Linked DNA regions of Mus musculus: region 2 is linked to region 1. Evidence: chromatin contacts called from public Hi-C data. All regions are on one chromosome and are shown on one strand. The core of a region is the stretch at or near the end of the contact, and the rest is flanking DNA. Distances in the headings are between cores, read along the strand shown. Region 1 holds the start of Inafm1 (InaF motif containing 1). Region 2 holds the start of Plaur (plasminogen activator, urokinase receptor).

Region 1 (7,531 bases), core at 1,679-4,178:
TGGCCTTGCCGAGGAGGCCCAGGGTGTGATCTCCAAGGCATGAGACCCTCTAGAAAATGTGAATGACTGAAGTGGCAGCATGAGCCAGAGCCTCTGATCTGCCTGGCTGTGCGGTTGCTTGTAGATCATTCAGGTTACACCAAGGTCTCGGCTGTATGAACTGTCAGTCATCTGGCAGATCCAGCGTTGTGGTGGTGTAGCTGCCTTTGAGTCACCCACACCCTCCTATAATTAATGCCCACCCCCCAAATAAATTCACTTGGCAGTGCCCTGTCTGGGTGAGGAGGCATTTGCTCCTGTCTCCCCAGGAAAAAAATCAGCATAGCACAAATGTCATCCTCTGCTACACAGCAAGTTCAAGGCAGCTTGGATTATAGGAGATATATAGATATATAAAGGTGATGAAAATTAGTTTTTTAACAAAGCCATTAATTAAATGTTGAACTAGTAATTAAGATAAATCAGGCTTGACAGTGTGCCAAATTGCAGGTCCATAGTCCCTTAGCTGAGGTCTTCAGGGACAGATGCATTTCGGAACTCAAGGCTGATCCAATTTTAGAAAGGCCATTCTGTACCTATTATGCAAACTCCCAGGGGCCTGAGGCAGGCACTGTCCACTTCCCCTGTTGGACATGGTAATGTCTTTTTGCAGCAAAATGTGTGTAACAGTCACACTGGGAGGGAATAAATAAAAAATATAAATAGCTTGGTATGAACTGATTTGTCATCATGTGAGAGGTAAAATTATTCCATACCCCTGTCACCCCCAAAATGGTTAAAGTGGTCAGAGCTAGTCAGAATTCAAAGCCCACAAGCTGGACTTTGCATAGAGGTACACATCTGCAATCCCAACCCTTAGAAGACAGAGGAAGGAGGTCTGCTGAGAACCCAAATCCCTTGCCACAAAGTGGGAGGGGGTGACTCAGTGGGAAAGCACTAGAGAGACGGTGTGAGCCAGTAGACACAGGAGCACGGTGACAATATGGAGACACTCTAAAAACAGAGAAAGAGAAAAGCAAAGAGAAGGTAGCAGAGGGACACAAAAAAGGTTGAGGGGCCAAGGGGCTGGAGGAAAAACCAGGAAGCAGAAGGGAGGCCAAAAAGGACAGGCAAGAGGACCCCTCCCCCCAACTCACTGCTTGGTGGTGTGCAGTCTTTGAGCTGACAGGCTATGCCCAGGGATACAGGCTGTGACTCTCTGAAAGGGCTGAAGGACAAAGTGGAGACAGAGCAGAAACCAACGCTGTTCTCAGGTTTCGATCACTAGTTTAATTCTGAGCAACAATGTGTTGTCTTCCTTTTACAAGACCAGAGAGATTTAAGTACATTGCTGTACATCATCCCGTGGGGGATGCTGGTAGGACAGAAGGGAACCAGCAGGACAGGTAACACTCCCATCTGACAAGAGGCCTCAGGTTCCTGATGCTGTCCAGCCTAGGGGGAAGGCAGGCCATAAAGGAAACCCCTTCTTGCAGCTGGCCAGCAGAGTATATCCCAGGCCTGCCTACGGCCAAGCCACAGTCATGGGTAAGGGAAAATGGACTCAATCGCATGACTTCTTTATCAGAAGCTACACCAGTCTCAACATGGCACCAACAGCAATGCAGACCAGTTTTGGTTTGGTTCAGCTATATGCTCCACACTTCCAAAGCAGCAAATGTCACCACCCAAACCAGGACAAGCTAGCTTACGGGTGACATCCTCTACCCCTGCCATTGCAAACTATACCAACTGCAGTTTCCAGCACGCACCACTGTCTCCGAAGCTATACGAGATGACACCCCGAAAACTGGTAAGGCCTTTACAGTATCTGACCTTCAATGGCCCCGAAAACTGGCAAGCCGCTTCTCCCCATTCCAACCCAAAAATTACATGTGAGCAATGAGAGAGGAAAGCCTTTAAGGCCGCGCGGCCACGGAGCTAGAAGGGACCAGCGGCCGAGGCCAACGACCACAGACCAGGTAAGCCAGCTGAGGCTGGAGTTTATTGCCGATGAGCGCTGAGTCCCGGGAAGGAGCAAGGTGGAATAAGGTCGGGCAGGATCAGGACCGCGGCAAGGAGAGAGGCGGCGCCGCGCAGGCGAGGCCCGGTGGTGCAGATAGACAGACGCAGGCCACGGTGGGGGCGGGCCAGACTATCCAGGCGCTCGGCGCGCGGTCTCCCGCGTCGCTCCCGGAGCTGGGCGGCGACTGTGGCGGCGACTCCGTGGCAGTCCTGGCTGCGGTCGTGGCCCGCCGGAGGCCCCAAGCAAACAGGATGCGGGTGCGGCCGGAGGCGGGGCGGGCGGTGCTGCTCGAGCACACGGAGCGGCCGCAGCGCTGGGCAGGGGGTCGGCGGGGCCCGCAGGCGGCCGCGTGGGAACCCAGATGAGCCCGTAGTACACAGCAAGCAGCACAGCGGCCAAGGACACACACAGGAAGTAGGCGCAGACAGGGGCGAGCCGCAGCCATCGGCCACGGGGACCCTCGCTCAGCCCCGTACCACCCGGGCTCTCGCCACCACTGCCCACGCAGCTCGAGCCCCGCATCGCGCTGCCCACTCAGCCTGCACCGACCCCGCCCCCACCCCAGGACCGCCTCAAGCAAGCCACGCCCCTTCCAGGACCACGCCTTGTCAGACAGCACCCCCCCCCCAGCTCAGCTACATCCTAGACACGCCCCTACCGCCTCTGACCCACCACTATCAAGATTTCTTAGCTCTACCCCCTCAAGGCCACGCCCACTCGCTCTTCTCCCGCCCTAGCTGTCACATTTCCAACCGCCTATTCCTGTTTTCTACCTCAGCCCTCTCCGCGCTAATCGAACCCCTTCCTTCTTCGACCGACTGCAGCTCTGCACACTAGCATCCCTCTGCCCGCCGGAGCTAAGGTTCCTACTCTGTTGAAGCCGGAGGCCTACGGAGCTTCTGAACGCTAGCCCCGCCCACCGAGCCCCGGCCCCGGCCCTCCCAGTCTCACATCCCTGGACTACTACGAGAGTTCCGAGACCCAGTTCCCTCCATCACCCCTGCTGGCCCCTTCCCCAGCAACTCCGCACCAGCGTAAACTTCTGTTCCCTAGAGGCGAGGGATCCAGGGTGGACTGCAGGGAGGAGAGCAGCCAGCCTGGGAGCCAGGCAAACCTGCGCTGCCGCCCCTCCCAGCAGCATCTTCAGGACTGCGAGACGGCCTGCGGGGTGGGAGGAGAGAGGTGTGAGGATGAGAGGAGCACTCTCGTCCCGCCTCTTCCGCCAGCCAAGCACAGCAGCCTAGCCTGATCAGCTAGCAGCACAGTTCAAAGGTTGGCGGTAGCACGCGTTTAATTCAATCCCTAGCTGCAGGTTCCTGCACACCCAGGCCTCACAGGGACTGACTCCGAGGGTTCGACCAGACGAGTGCGGTCGGACTGGCACCACTGGGTCCTCAGCGAATTTAGAAGACTCCCCTCGGGCCGGGCTCGTTGCTAACCTGCTTCCTCCCCCACTAAGTTTAACCCTGGCCTGGACGGAGTGTAGCAGAAGCAGAGGAGCTGAAGGTTAGTACAGAGCGAGGCACCCTGGTCTGCTGGCGCTGTCAGCGGGCAGCCCCCGGCGGCGGAGCAGCCGCCACCACCTTGCAGAAACGCACCCTCTGGAAGTCTGTGATCTCCGCCGTCTCCTGGCCCTCGGGGCCCACCTCTAAGGAGACAAAAAGCGGTAAATGGAGGACCAGCCTGCCCGACCCACCCTATCCCGCACCTCAGTCAAACCCACCTACAACTTGGCCTCCAGCTTACTCGACCCTCAGGAGGCCCCTGAAGCAGGAGCCCCTCCAATCTAACCCTGTTGACTACTGGGAAGTGCTAGTGTAATGAGCTCATCCACTCCTCCCAGGACCCCAAACTATCCTGTTTGGCCTGGCCCCTTTCCGAAGATGTCCTTGGCTTCCACTCTCACTATTCCTTTGACAGCCTTTCCTGGCCTCTGCTCCACATCTTATTCTACTGCAGGGGAACTAAAAGATGAACACAAGCAGTAACCTGGCTGATCACGTTAAAGTGACCAAGATCAGTCTCTTGCTTCTACTACGTGGGATCTAAAATCCCACTATGGTCTGACCCAAAACCGCTAACCCTGCCTTCAGATAAGTCTTAAGAGCCGGCTCATTCATTAGTTAAAGTCGTTCCTACCTTTAATTAACCATGTTTTACTTTTACAGGATCTCTAACCAAAATCCAGTTTCAAGCTCAAAATCCTATCGCGTCACCCTCTTACCTCTGGGAATATTCAGATTTCAAATCCCACTTTTAGCTCCTTCCCTGAGCCCAACTTCTTCCTTGCCCAGCGTTCAAAGTTATTCACAATTTCTATTGGCTGGGGCCTTAGGGCCCACCCTTTGCACCCCAAAGGCTTGACTCCAGGCCAAACCCAGCACAGCACCTGACTCAGCTCATGCCCTGTTCTAAGCCCTCACAGGACCCACTCCTTTTCTATCCCCAAGCCCTTCCCTCCCCAAGGAAGGCAAGCAGGCCACCCACCTCCACCAGCTTCATGCATCCCACCTGGAGATGCCTCAGGCCCCTCTTCTTCAGAAGACTTCGGGGTTCCTGCCAAGCTGGGCCCGCTCTCCAAGGAGGCAAGGGGTGGCTGGTCACCTCCTGGAGAAGGGGAGGCTCAGTCAAGCCCCTCCTTTTCCAAATGTCTCTCCATATGAGGGGAGCAAGGGGGTTCAAGGACACAGTGGGGTGGGTGTCATTTAAGGAAGTGAACTTTTTATTGGAGAGAGGCTCTGAACCAGCAAGAGCAGGCTTTGGGAACTGAGATAAGGGCAGGAAGCAGGCACCAACTGCCCTTCTCTGCCACGGGGGTTGAAGGAGGTGTGGGCACAGCCACACCCTTGTGCACACAAACACACACACAAGCAGCCAGTTTCAAGCATTCGCAAAAGGCCAGGCCTCACCCGAAGAGTGGGTACCAGGTAAGTGGGCAGTGCCGGGAGAATTCAGTTCCATCTCCTCACCCCAGTCAGACACAGGCTGGTGGTCCTCAGAGGGTGAGAAGGGGATGGGAGGTTCAACAGGGACTGGGGACAGCAACTCCTGGGACCCGGCAGGCACAGGGTCCACCTGCTCACAGGTGGGCTTCCCAGCAGGCTCAGCTTCAGGCTGGTGATCAGGAACAGTTGCTGCTTCCTGGTCCTTAGGACCCTCTTCATCCTCTTCAAACTCTTCTTCCTCTTCCTCCTCCTCCTCAGTAACATCTTCACTCACGTCCTCCCACTCTTCATCCTCCTCATCTTCCCCCTCTTCTTCTCCCTCCTCCTCTTCCCCCACATCTTCCTCACCATCTTCCTCGGGAGGCCGATGAGCTGGAGCTGGGGTCTCAGAAGCCTGCTGGGAACACAGGCAGATCAAGGAAGTGCTTGGGACCTGTCACCCACAAAGCCCCATGCACACGCCCTACCTCATACCTGCTCTGCCTTACCTGTGTGGGTGTCTCCTCCAGGGATATGGACTGAGAGGACTCGGGGGCCGAGGACACAGCTTCCTCTCTTGTCTCCCAGCGATTATCGTGGTCACTGGAGTGGACAGAGCAAAGGGGTGAGGGATGGGATGTACTTCTCTTCAGAGAACATCTGGCATGTTGCACTGAGGGCAAAGGGGGCAGGAGACACAGAGCCAAGACAGAGCACTGTACCCTCAAACTGAAGCCAGACAAGACTGCACACACCCAAGCATGCTGAGGAGGGGAATGTCCCAAGGGAGGGGCACCCCACCTATAGGCACGAGGGGCCACCTTGGCCTGAGGTCGGCTGTTCTTTCTCCTTCTGCGGCTGCTGACTTCAGCTTTGTGCTGAGAAAGGAACTCTCCAAAAGTGGGAGGCTTAGGTGGTCTTGCCCAAGCTTGGTCATCTACAACAGAACCCAGATCCAAGGATTTAGGGAAGAAGGACACAGCACATGCCACATTCAAACCCCACTGCCTAACCCTTTCCAAGATAACACTCACCATAGCGGTGGGACAGTTCATGGGTAGGGGCTGGGCCATCCTTGAACCTAGGAAAAGAGAACAGAGCCAGCAATAGCTGAGGGAACTAAGGAAAGGCAGAAGGAGAAAGCAGGGCAGAGGCAGGACCAGAACAAACCAAAGCAGCTTCAAAGGGGCTAAGGGCTAGACTGATGAGGGTAGAATGATGGATGATGGCAAATCAAGCTTCCTAATGACAAAGCCAGCACAGAAACAGAACGTGGCCTCTGAAACAAAAATGTAGAGGCTGGAAAGATGGATCACTTCCTTACTGACCTCTGCACCTTGTGTGTCTAGCACGCCAAGATAGGCAGCTCTCCTAGGGTTGCTGCCCTCAGCCTGCATCCCAGAATGAACACACTCCATGCATTTTCAAAACAGAGGGGAAACATAACACAGGGCCGGGCTTGGGACCCTAGCGTTTCAGAGGTGAAGGCAGGAGAATTCAGGTTCAGGCTATCCTTGAGGCCTTGTAAACAATAAAGAGTATCACTCTGCCACCACCAATCTCCAGGGAAGCAGGCTGAGTGAACCCAGGGAAGACAGCCACTCGGGGTCAGCAGCTGTAGGTTTTCCTCATCCCTTGCCCTGTGCTGGCTGGACCTTGTGGAACATCTGTGGAGCTCATCGTACAGGGAGGTACAGAGCCTGGGAGACCTAGAGTCTTGTGCTAACCTGGGTCAGTACAACCCAGCAGGCATGTAAGCACATGACAAAACTTTCCTTATACAAGCTGGGCATCTGTGAGGCCAAGGCTGGAAGATATTGAATTCTGTGCCCACCTGAGCTGCACAGACTATAATCACAGCACTTAAGCTGAGGTAGTGGGCTAGCAAAACAGCTCAACAGGTAAAGGTGACTGCCACGAATCCCCAGACCTATACCGTAGAACTTTCCCCTATGAGCTGTCTTCTGTGCTTTCTTGCCCTCTCAATAAATAAAAACACACAAGCCAATTGGAAGGGCATGGCAGTGCATGGCTTTAATCCCAGCCAGGCAGATCTCTCTGAGTTCCAGAATAGCCAGGGATACACAGAAAAGCAAAACAAGTTACATGAAATATAATAAAAAAGAGGCTGAGGCAGGAAGACTGAAAGATCAAAGCCAGCCAAGTAAACATACTGCCTCAAAAAGTAAAAAGGTAAAAGGACAGAAGACCTGGCTCAGCTAACTCTGGCTGCTCTTCCAGAGGACGCAGTTTCATCTCCCAGTGCCTACACAGTAGTTCACAACCCTCTAACTCCAGTTTCAGGGGATCTGATGATGTCTTGCAACCTCCATGGGCACCAGGCATGCACATAGTGCACAAACATAAATGCAGACAAAACACTCAAACATATAAATGTATGGAGAATGGGAGCTATAGAGATGGCTCAGTAGTAGAGCACCTGTCTAGAATTCCCACAGTGAGGTTCTGGGAGCCTAGCTTAGCACTGCAGCACTTTCAGCATGCCAGAGGCCATAGGTTCAAGCCCCAGTAACAAAAGGAGAAAAGGAAAGGCAGGCTTCCACACACCACTGAGCCATGGCCAGCTGTAGCAAACATCACC
Region 2 (7,531 bases), core at 2,389-4,888, 8.2 Mb after region 1:
AAACCCAGGACCCAGGGTATCCTAGGCAACGTTTGGCTTCGGACCCTGGGACAAGAGACTGAGGTACGAATTTTACACACCAAAGCAGACCTGGCCTCCAGGTTCTCCGGCATCCCTCAGTCCCTACCTGGCATACCCTGAACTTTCTCGTACACCGGCTGGGCTGCCCTTCCCCCAGGGATTCTTCCTTATATAATCCAGACATTTGGTCTTTCTCTTCACACACACACCCCTTCTCTTCTCTCTTTGTCTCTCTTCCTCTTCCCCCTCCCCATGGCGACTCCCCTGGCTTCAGTCCTTGGGTCCAGTGAACTCGTCCGAGAGCAGCTTCCCAATAAACTTGAATTTAATCTAATCTGGTTTGATTTGGCCCATTTCACGTGCAAGTGCTCTACAACTGAGCGGCACCCCAGCCCGCTCAGACTCTTCTCTCATCTATTGTTTCTCCTTCCCAGGTCATCTCTCCCTCTAACCCTTGGCTCCCTTCACTCCTGACTCTGCTCTCTCTCTCCCTCTCTCTCTCCCTCTCCCTCTTCCTCCCTCTCCCTCTCTCTCTCTCTCCCCTCCCTCTCCCTTCCCCTGTCTCTTTCCTCCTCCCTCTCTTCCTCTCCATCTCCTCTGCCCCCCACTCTCACCTTTATCCCTATATAGTCTTTTTTCCTTCCTCAGGCTGGGGAAGCCCCCACGCGCTGGACCTCGCCCACAACCCAGCAGCAGGGTGAGGCCAGGTGAGTCACCAGAAGGAAGGAGTGGACATTCCTGCAATTTTTCTACACAGGGGATCAGTGACTTGGCACTTTTCTCTCCCTTCCTTCTACTCCTGACTGGAACCTCCCAGAAGTCAGAGTGGTACAAACCCACAGGGAAGGAAGAAGATATGGACAGACAAACAGACAACTGAGGAGGGGACGCAGAAAGAGAGATAGTTATGCAGAGGCAGATAGAGGTGGCATATGCCAGTAATGCCAGCACGCCTAATGCCCCTGTCTCAGCTTCCAGAACTCTGGTGGACAGGTATGGTGGCAACTGGATCCCAAGCTCTGTATGCTAGGCAAACACTGCCCCAACCCAGCCCCAACCAATGTTCAGTCTTCCAAGTAAAGAAACAGAGAACTGTGTTGGCTTATGGTGACACAACCAGGGAGTGGCCCATCCTGGCCACCATCAGCATGACAAACACTGACCTCAGACTCCCAGGCTGGGGCCAGCTTCCCTGTCACATAGCAAGAGCTCTGGCAGGAGGGTAGGGGGAAGGGTTGGGAGAGAGGTTGGGCCAGCTGCCATAAAGCACACCTCTCCCCAGAGGATGAGTGCATTCTGGAGCCAAACGTGAGTGACCATGGCCAGGGGACACAGATTCGTGATCCCCTAAGCACCCACGGTTACATGAACTTCTCAGAGCGACAGCATGAAGTAGGCTGAATCTCACAGCAACTTTCAAAGCTGAGGCTTAGAACAAACTGGGAAAATTCTACTATAGACCTCAGATGCTCTCTGATGATGTTCGTAGCCTTTAGATTGGTAGAAGCTGGGGATGTGTTTGCACACCCCCAAACTATCCAGCAGCTGCCCGAATGTTAGAGCCAACACCGAGAAAAGCAATACATACCTATTTTAAAAAAACATAGGTAGCCTACCATAAATTTGGCTCTGGACCTGTAACATTCCAACTCTACGCTTAGTCAATCAACTTTGTAGAATGTTTTTAAATTTATTTATTATTATATGTAAGTACACTGTAGCTGTCCTCAGACACCCCAGAAGAGGGCATCAGATTGGTATAAGCCACCATGTGGTTGCTGGGATTTGAACTCAGGACCTTTGGAAGAGCAGTCAGTGCTCTTAAATGCTGAGCCATCTCTCCAGCCCCCAGCAAAAGCTTTTCAATTGACAGATTCTAGAGTTAGGAATGAATATGTTCAAGACAACCACCTTCTTATTGAGCATATACTACGCCTGAGGCCCTAAAGCAATCACAGTTTGTTTTCCTCCTCCATATGAAACAGGATCTCTCTCACTTCTCTCAGGGCTCCTCTCAGACCTTTGCTGTCTCAACCTTCCAGATGAGCTTGCAGCACAGAGAGGCTAAGAAAGACACCTGCTAATGATCAGTAAGTCACACAGCCCTCACAGTCTGGGGCCAGCCCCCTACTCTCTCAGTTAGGACCTCTTAGAGGAAAACTTTATTTGGGCATTTTTATTTTTATTTTTCACCTTTTACCTTATCTTGACATTAAATCAAGCCAAGCTGGGTGTGTGGCTCAGTGGTGGAGCCCCTGCCTAGCCTCCCCCAGTGAGGGGTTGGGGTGTGGCTCAGTGGTAGAGCCTCTGCCTAGCCTCCCCCAGTGAGGGGCTGGAGGCGTGGCTCAGTGGTAGAGCCCCTGCCTAGAATCCCCCAATGAGGGGCTGGGGGCATGGCTCAGTGGTAGAGCCCCTGCCTAGAATCCCCCAGTGAGGGGCTGGGGGCGTGGCTCAGTGGTAGAGCCCCTGCCTAGAATCCCCCAGGGAGGGGCTGGGGGCGTGGCACAGTGGTAGAGCCTCTGCCTAGCCTCCCCCAGTGAGGGGCTGGGGGCGTGGCTCAGTGGTAGACTCCTTGTCAATCCTGCAGGAGACCTTGGGTTCCGTGTTTCCCAGCTCAGGCTTCAGTGACTCGGTACTCACAGCAGTGACATCACTACTGTACGGGTGCTACTCATTGCTCTCTGCTCTCTCTGGTTCCCACTCATCAGCCACACTGAGCCGCTCTGAGTGATTCTTTGCCCTCAGGGCTTTTGCGATGACTCTTTCCTCTCCCTCAAAGGCTTTCTGTAGGAATCCACTAGACTTCTTGCACACCTTTCCTGGCTGCCCTCCGCATCACCCTCCCAAAGCAATTAAGCCATTTACCTCTCTCCCTACAGTTTGTTCCTCTTTCAACTTGTTTTTCCCCTGGTTTCCGACTGATGGGAGAGATTAGATAACTAATGTATCCTCCCCATCGTAATGGCAGAGGGTGGCGTCCTTGTGTTTCCTGCTGTGTTCCAGTTCCTGGAACAGTGCCCAGTACCCAGGAGGTCCTTGGTCAGGAGCTGAAGGAATTTTGCCCTCTAGTTTGGCAAGTTAGTGTTCCACATGATTTCCCTACATGGAATTGTACCGCCTCGGCCAAGGATGGTAGCGTGCCCATGATCCAGACTCGGGGGAGACTGAGGCAGGAGGTTCCTGAGTTCAAGGCTGGTCTTCATAGCAAGACTCTCTCTGGAGAAACTCAAATAAAACAAACTTTGAAAACATAAACTCTGATTGGTAAGAAATAGCCAAGGCTAGAGAGGATTCTAACCCTTGCTATTTGGTTGTCTTCCTTTCTCCATCATAGTCTCTCTCTCTCTCTCTCTCTCTCTCTCTCTCCCTCATCCCTCCTTCTCCCTCCCTCTCTCCCTCCGTTCCTCCCTCCCTCTTTCCCTCCCTCCTTTTTTGAGACTGCATCTTACTATGTATGGAAGGGGCAGAGTTTCTTGAACTATGGAAGAGGAAGGGCTGGGGGGGGGGGGCGGGGGCGGGGCGGGGGGAGGCGAGGCAACCCCTGGAGCTGACTCACTCTTTAGCAAACAGTGGGAGGAGCCCTAGGGTCACAAAACTGTCTTCTTCCCCTCGGTCAGTCTAGAGCAGAGGTGAAGGAAGAACCCATGGGACTCCCAAGGCGGCTGCTGCTGCTGCTGTTGCTGGCGACTACCTGTGTCCCAGGTAAGAGCTGCGTGGTGGCACCGGGCGTGAGCTAGAGGAGGATGGCCCAGCGCTCCACCCTTCTATCCAGCTATTCTCCGGGTGTGTTCTCAGGCTCCACGTGGCACAGTCAGACTCCCGCAGGCATTCATTTAGTAAACGCTGATCCCTGGTGCACAGTGCCTGGCACACTGGAGGACGCGGAGGAACAGAGAGGTTAAGAAGCTGGTCCAAAGCCTCACAGCTAGGGGTTGAATGATAACTGGACATGTGACCTCACAGCCACTCCCCACAGTGTTTTGGTCTGTGTGGGGATCCCACTTTGGGACAAGACAGGGGCTCAGGGGTCTACATCTCAAAGGTCCACAGAGTTCAGCGGGAGCCCAGGGCCTGTCCCTCGAATACACTTGTCTTTTACTATGTTATGTCCTCAGCCTTCTTCCTCCAGGAAATGCGGGGGAAATGGTGTTGAGAAAGTAGAGGGAAATGGGGAAGGAATTGAGTCAGGGTTTGGCACGGTGAATAACTCGGAAAGCCCTCTCTAGTCCGCGGGAGACCGGAGATGATTAATGGGGTGGGAAAAGATCTCTGGCGGGGCCTGGGTGGTCTGGGAGCTAGAGGGGGGAGGGGTGGGGGTGCAAAGGGGAGGGGCTCTTGTTGAAGAAAGGATATCTGGCACAAAGGGACCGGCTCTAAATTGCAGACCGGATCTCGGGGCTCAGACAGGACAGTTCTTACTGTGAAATCCAACCCCGGGAGGAGGGGACCCTGGAGTGGGGCTGCCACCTGGGGTCAAAACTGGCTGTGTGGTTCAGGACAGTTACTTAGCCTTTCTGTTCCTGGAACTTGTCTGGGAAATGGGGGCCAGACTAAGGCTAGGCTGGTGCAAAAGTTCTGATTAGAAACTGGGCAGTCGGGGGCTGGAGAGATGGCTCAGTGGTTAAGAGCACGGACTGCTTTTCCGAAGGTCCTTAGTTCAAATCCCAGCAACCACATGGTGGGTCACAACCATCTATAATGAGATCTGACGCCCTCTTCTGGTGCATCTGAAGACAGCTACAGTGTACTTACACATAATAATAAATAAATCTTTAAAAAAAAAACGAAAAAAAAAACTGGGCAGTCTGAGGCGGGGGGCTATAACATTGGCGAGACGTGGCCTAGGTGAAGACCTGCAGGAGGGACTTCGGTCCTGGGGTGGGACAAACGTTTGGGGGCTGAGGTGGGTCTTTGAAAGTGGTTCTCAACCTTCCGAATGCTATGATCCTTTAATACAACTCCTCACAGTTTGGTGACCTCCGACCATAAAATTATTTTTGTTGCTACTTCATAACTGTAATTTTGCAACTGTTAGAAATCTTCATGTAAATATCTGATGGGCAGAATATCGGATATATGACCCCTCCTGAGGGTGAGAACAGCTGGGCTGTGTGCTGTTAAGCCCCGGCAGGGCTAGTCTACCAAGAACAGAGTAGAGTGTGATGGGAAAATAGCCTTAATTCCAAGGCAGGTGGATTTCTGACTTTAAGGCCAGCCTGGTTTACATAAATAGTGACCAGCCATAAATAGTGAAAACATTTCAGAAATATTTAATAAAATAATATAAAGGTAGGAAGAGAATTTAGGGAAGGAGCCAGAGTATGGGAACTAGCGTCTAGAAGGAAGCATTAAGCATGGTTAAGGAAGCCAGGGGCAGGGCTAGAATATTGGGCAGAACTGGAGACTCTGAGACAGGCAGGAGCTACGGGCTGGGACTAGAACCTAGGAGAGTGTCGGGGAAGGGGGAGAGAATGTTTTTGGAGGTAAGCTCAGTTGATTATCTTGGAGGGCTACTGGGCAGGGTTAGAGCTTCAGGAGGAAAGATTCATGTCTTGGAGAGAATCCTGAGGAGTAGCTAAGGAAGAGGATGGAATGGGTGGACAAGGGATAAAGATCCAATGTCCAGAGCTGACCAAGTAGAGAGGACACAGGACCTAAATGGGACCCAGGGTAGAAAGTCCTTTCAAGAACTAGAAAGAAGGTGTTGGGGATTTAGCTCAGTGGTAGAGGGTTTGCCTAGCAAGCGCAAGGCCCTGGGTTTGGTCCTCAGCTCTGGAAAAAAAAAAAGACAAAAAGAACTAGAAAGAAGAAGAGTTAGAGGTTGGGAGATGGGGCGGGGGGGGGGGGGTCGCATGCCTTTGATTCAAGCATTAGGGAGACAGAAGTGGGTGGATTTCTGTGAGTTCAAGGCCTCCATCCTGGTCTACAGAGCAAGTTTCAGGAAAGTCAGGGTAACACAGAGAAACCTTGTCTTGGAAAAAAAGGAAGGAAGGGGGCAAAAGTGCAGAGTTAGAATGAATGGCAGGTGATGCCTGTCTGTAATCCTCACACACAGGAGGATGAGGCAGGAGGATTGCTGTGAGTTTGAGGTCAGCTTGGACTATATAGATCTTAGAGAGAGGGAGTGGACCATGGGCAATCAGGGCACAATGCATGCATCCAAGGGGAACAGGCCTAGATCAGTTTCACACCATGGTGGGGTGGGAGGCAGACCCTGGCCATCACCTCTGACTCCTCTCCTCTCCTCTCCTCTCCTCTCGCCCAGCCTCCCAGGGCCTGCAGTGCATGCAGTGTGAGAGTAACCAGAGCTGCCTGGTAGAGGAGTGTGCTCTGGGCCAGGACCTCTGCAGGACTACCGTGCTTCGGGAATGGCAAGGTGAGGCTGACCACCCCCCCAACAACCGATAGCAAACAATAGGCCAGGAAACCATCTCTCTCCAGATTGTAAAGATATACAAAAGTTTAAACGTCTAACAAGGGTGGAGAGGCAGCCCGGCATTTAAGACCAGCCGCTCTTCTCTTCCAGAGGCCTGGAGTTCAGTTCAGGTAGCCAGCCAGATGGGGTGACTCACAACCACCCATGACCCCCAGCTCCGGAAGGAGAGCCAAGGCTCTCACACACCCACAGATGCATAACTAAACACCTGTTGATCTTGTAAAGGACCGAGATTCATTCACAGCATCCACCTGGTGGCTCACCTGCTCCTCGGGCAGCAAGCATGGGTGTGGTACATAGATGTACATGCAGGCAAAACTCTCGTGCACACAAAGTAATAAACCCAAGAGAATTGTTTACAGTGTTGGTGCAACCCTGGCGATGGGGATAAATTGGCTGTGTGCAACTCAGATAAATATTTTTTGCTTTGTTTTTGGGATTGGCGGTGGTGGGGTGGTGTTTAGTTTGGTGGTTGTTGCTTGGTCTTGAGTTTTTATTTTGTTTTGTTGTAAGACAGGGTCTCACATAGCTCAAGCTAGCCTTAAACCTGTACTGTAGCCAGTGATGACCTTGAACATGTGGTCCTCCTGCCTGAAACTCCTAAGGTAGAGATCATAGATGTCACCACCACGCCTGAACTGGGATGTCTGAGTTCAAGGCCAGCCTGATCTACAAAGTGAGTTCCAGGACAGCCAGGGCTATACAGAGAGACCTAGTCATGAAAAAACCAAAACCAAACAAACAGATAAACAAACAAACAAACAAAAACAAGAAAAGCAAACAGGGCTAGAGAAACCGCTGAGCAGGCTAATGCACTTGCCACCAAGCCCCATAACCTGAGTTTGACCTCCTGGAAGGAGAACACTGACTTTGAAAATGTCCTCTGACCTCCACAAGAGCACACAAGCACACACGTGCACACACAGACACAAATATGTACACACATGCACATATACACATACATAAACATACACACACAAAATAAATAAAGTTAAAATAAAAGCTGGACACATTGGTACACACCTGGAACTCTATTACTAGGGAGATTGAGGCAGGATCCCGACCGGACCAGGC

Evidence for each region. A called contact is a pair of places that touch in the nucleus more often than the background predicts.
Region 2: a Hi-C map of the P5424 cell line shows a contact between it and region 1, with 22 times the contacts expected there. The contact joins the promoter of Plaur here to the promoter of Inafm1 in region 1. A contact is called at or near these places in 1 of 39 promoter capture datasets (embryonic stem cells), 28 of 484 Hi-C or Micro-C datasets (the 63-12 cell line, 8-cell embryo, B cells and 14 more), 8 of 115 datasets of contacts at active chromatin or transcription factors (astrocytes, embryonic stem cells and epiblast stem cells) and 1 of 9 other capture datasets (embryonic stem cells).

What each region holds. Positions count from the first base shown.
Region 1 is chr7:16,270,764-16,278,294 of GRCm38.p6, forward strand. It overlaps Inafm1 (InaF motif containing 1), which reads right to left and starts at 2,929. Exons shown (of 1, transcript NM_001136270.1): 1 at 1,250-2,929. The coding sequence starts at 2,527. The coding sequence ends at 2,135. Ccdc9 (coiled-coil domain containing 9) reads right to left here. Exons shown (of 14, transcript NM_001382411.1): 9 at 5,964-6,010; 10 at 5,731-5,866; 11 at 5,439-5,532; 12 at 4,975-5,347; 13 at 4,493-4,612; 14 at 3,279-3,653. The coding sequence ends at 3,550.
Region 2 is chr7:24,458,845-24,466,375 of GRCm38.p6, forward strand. It overlaps Plaur (plasminogen activator, urokinase receptor), which reads left to right and starts at 3,639. Exons shown (of 7, transcript NM_011113.4): 1 at 3,639-3,723; 2 at 6,287-6,397. The coding sequence starts at 3,666.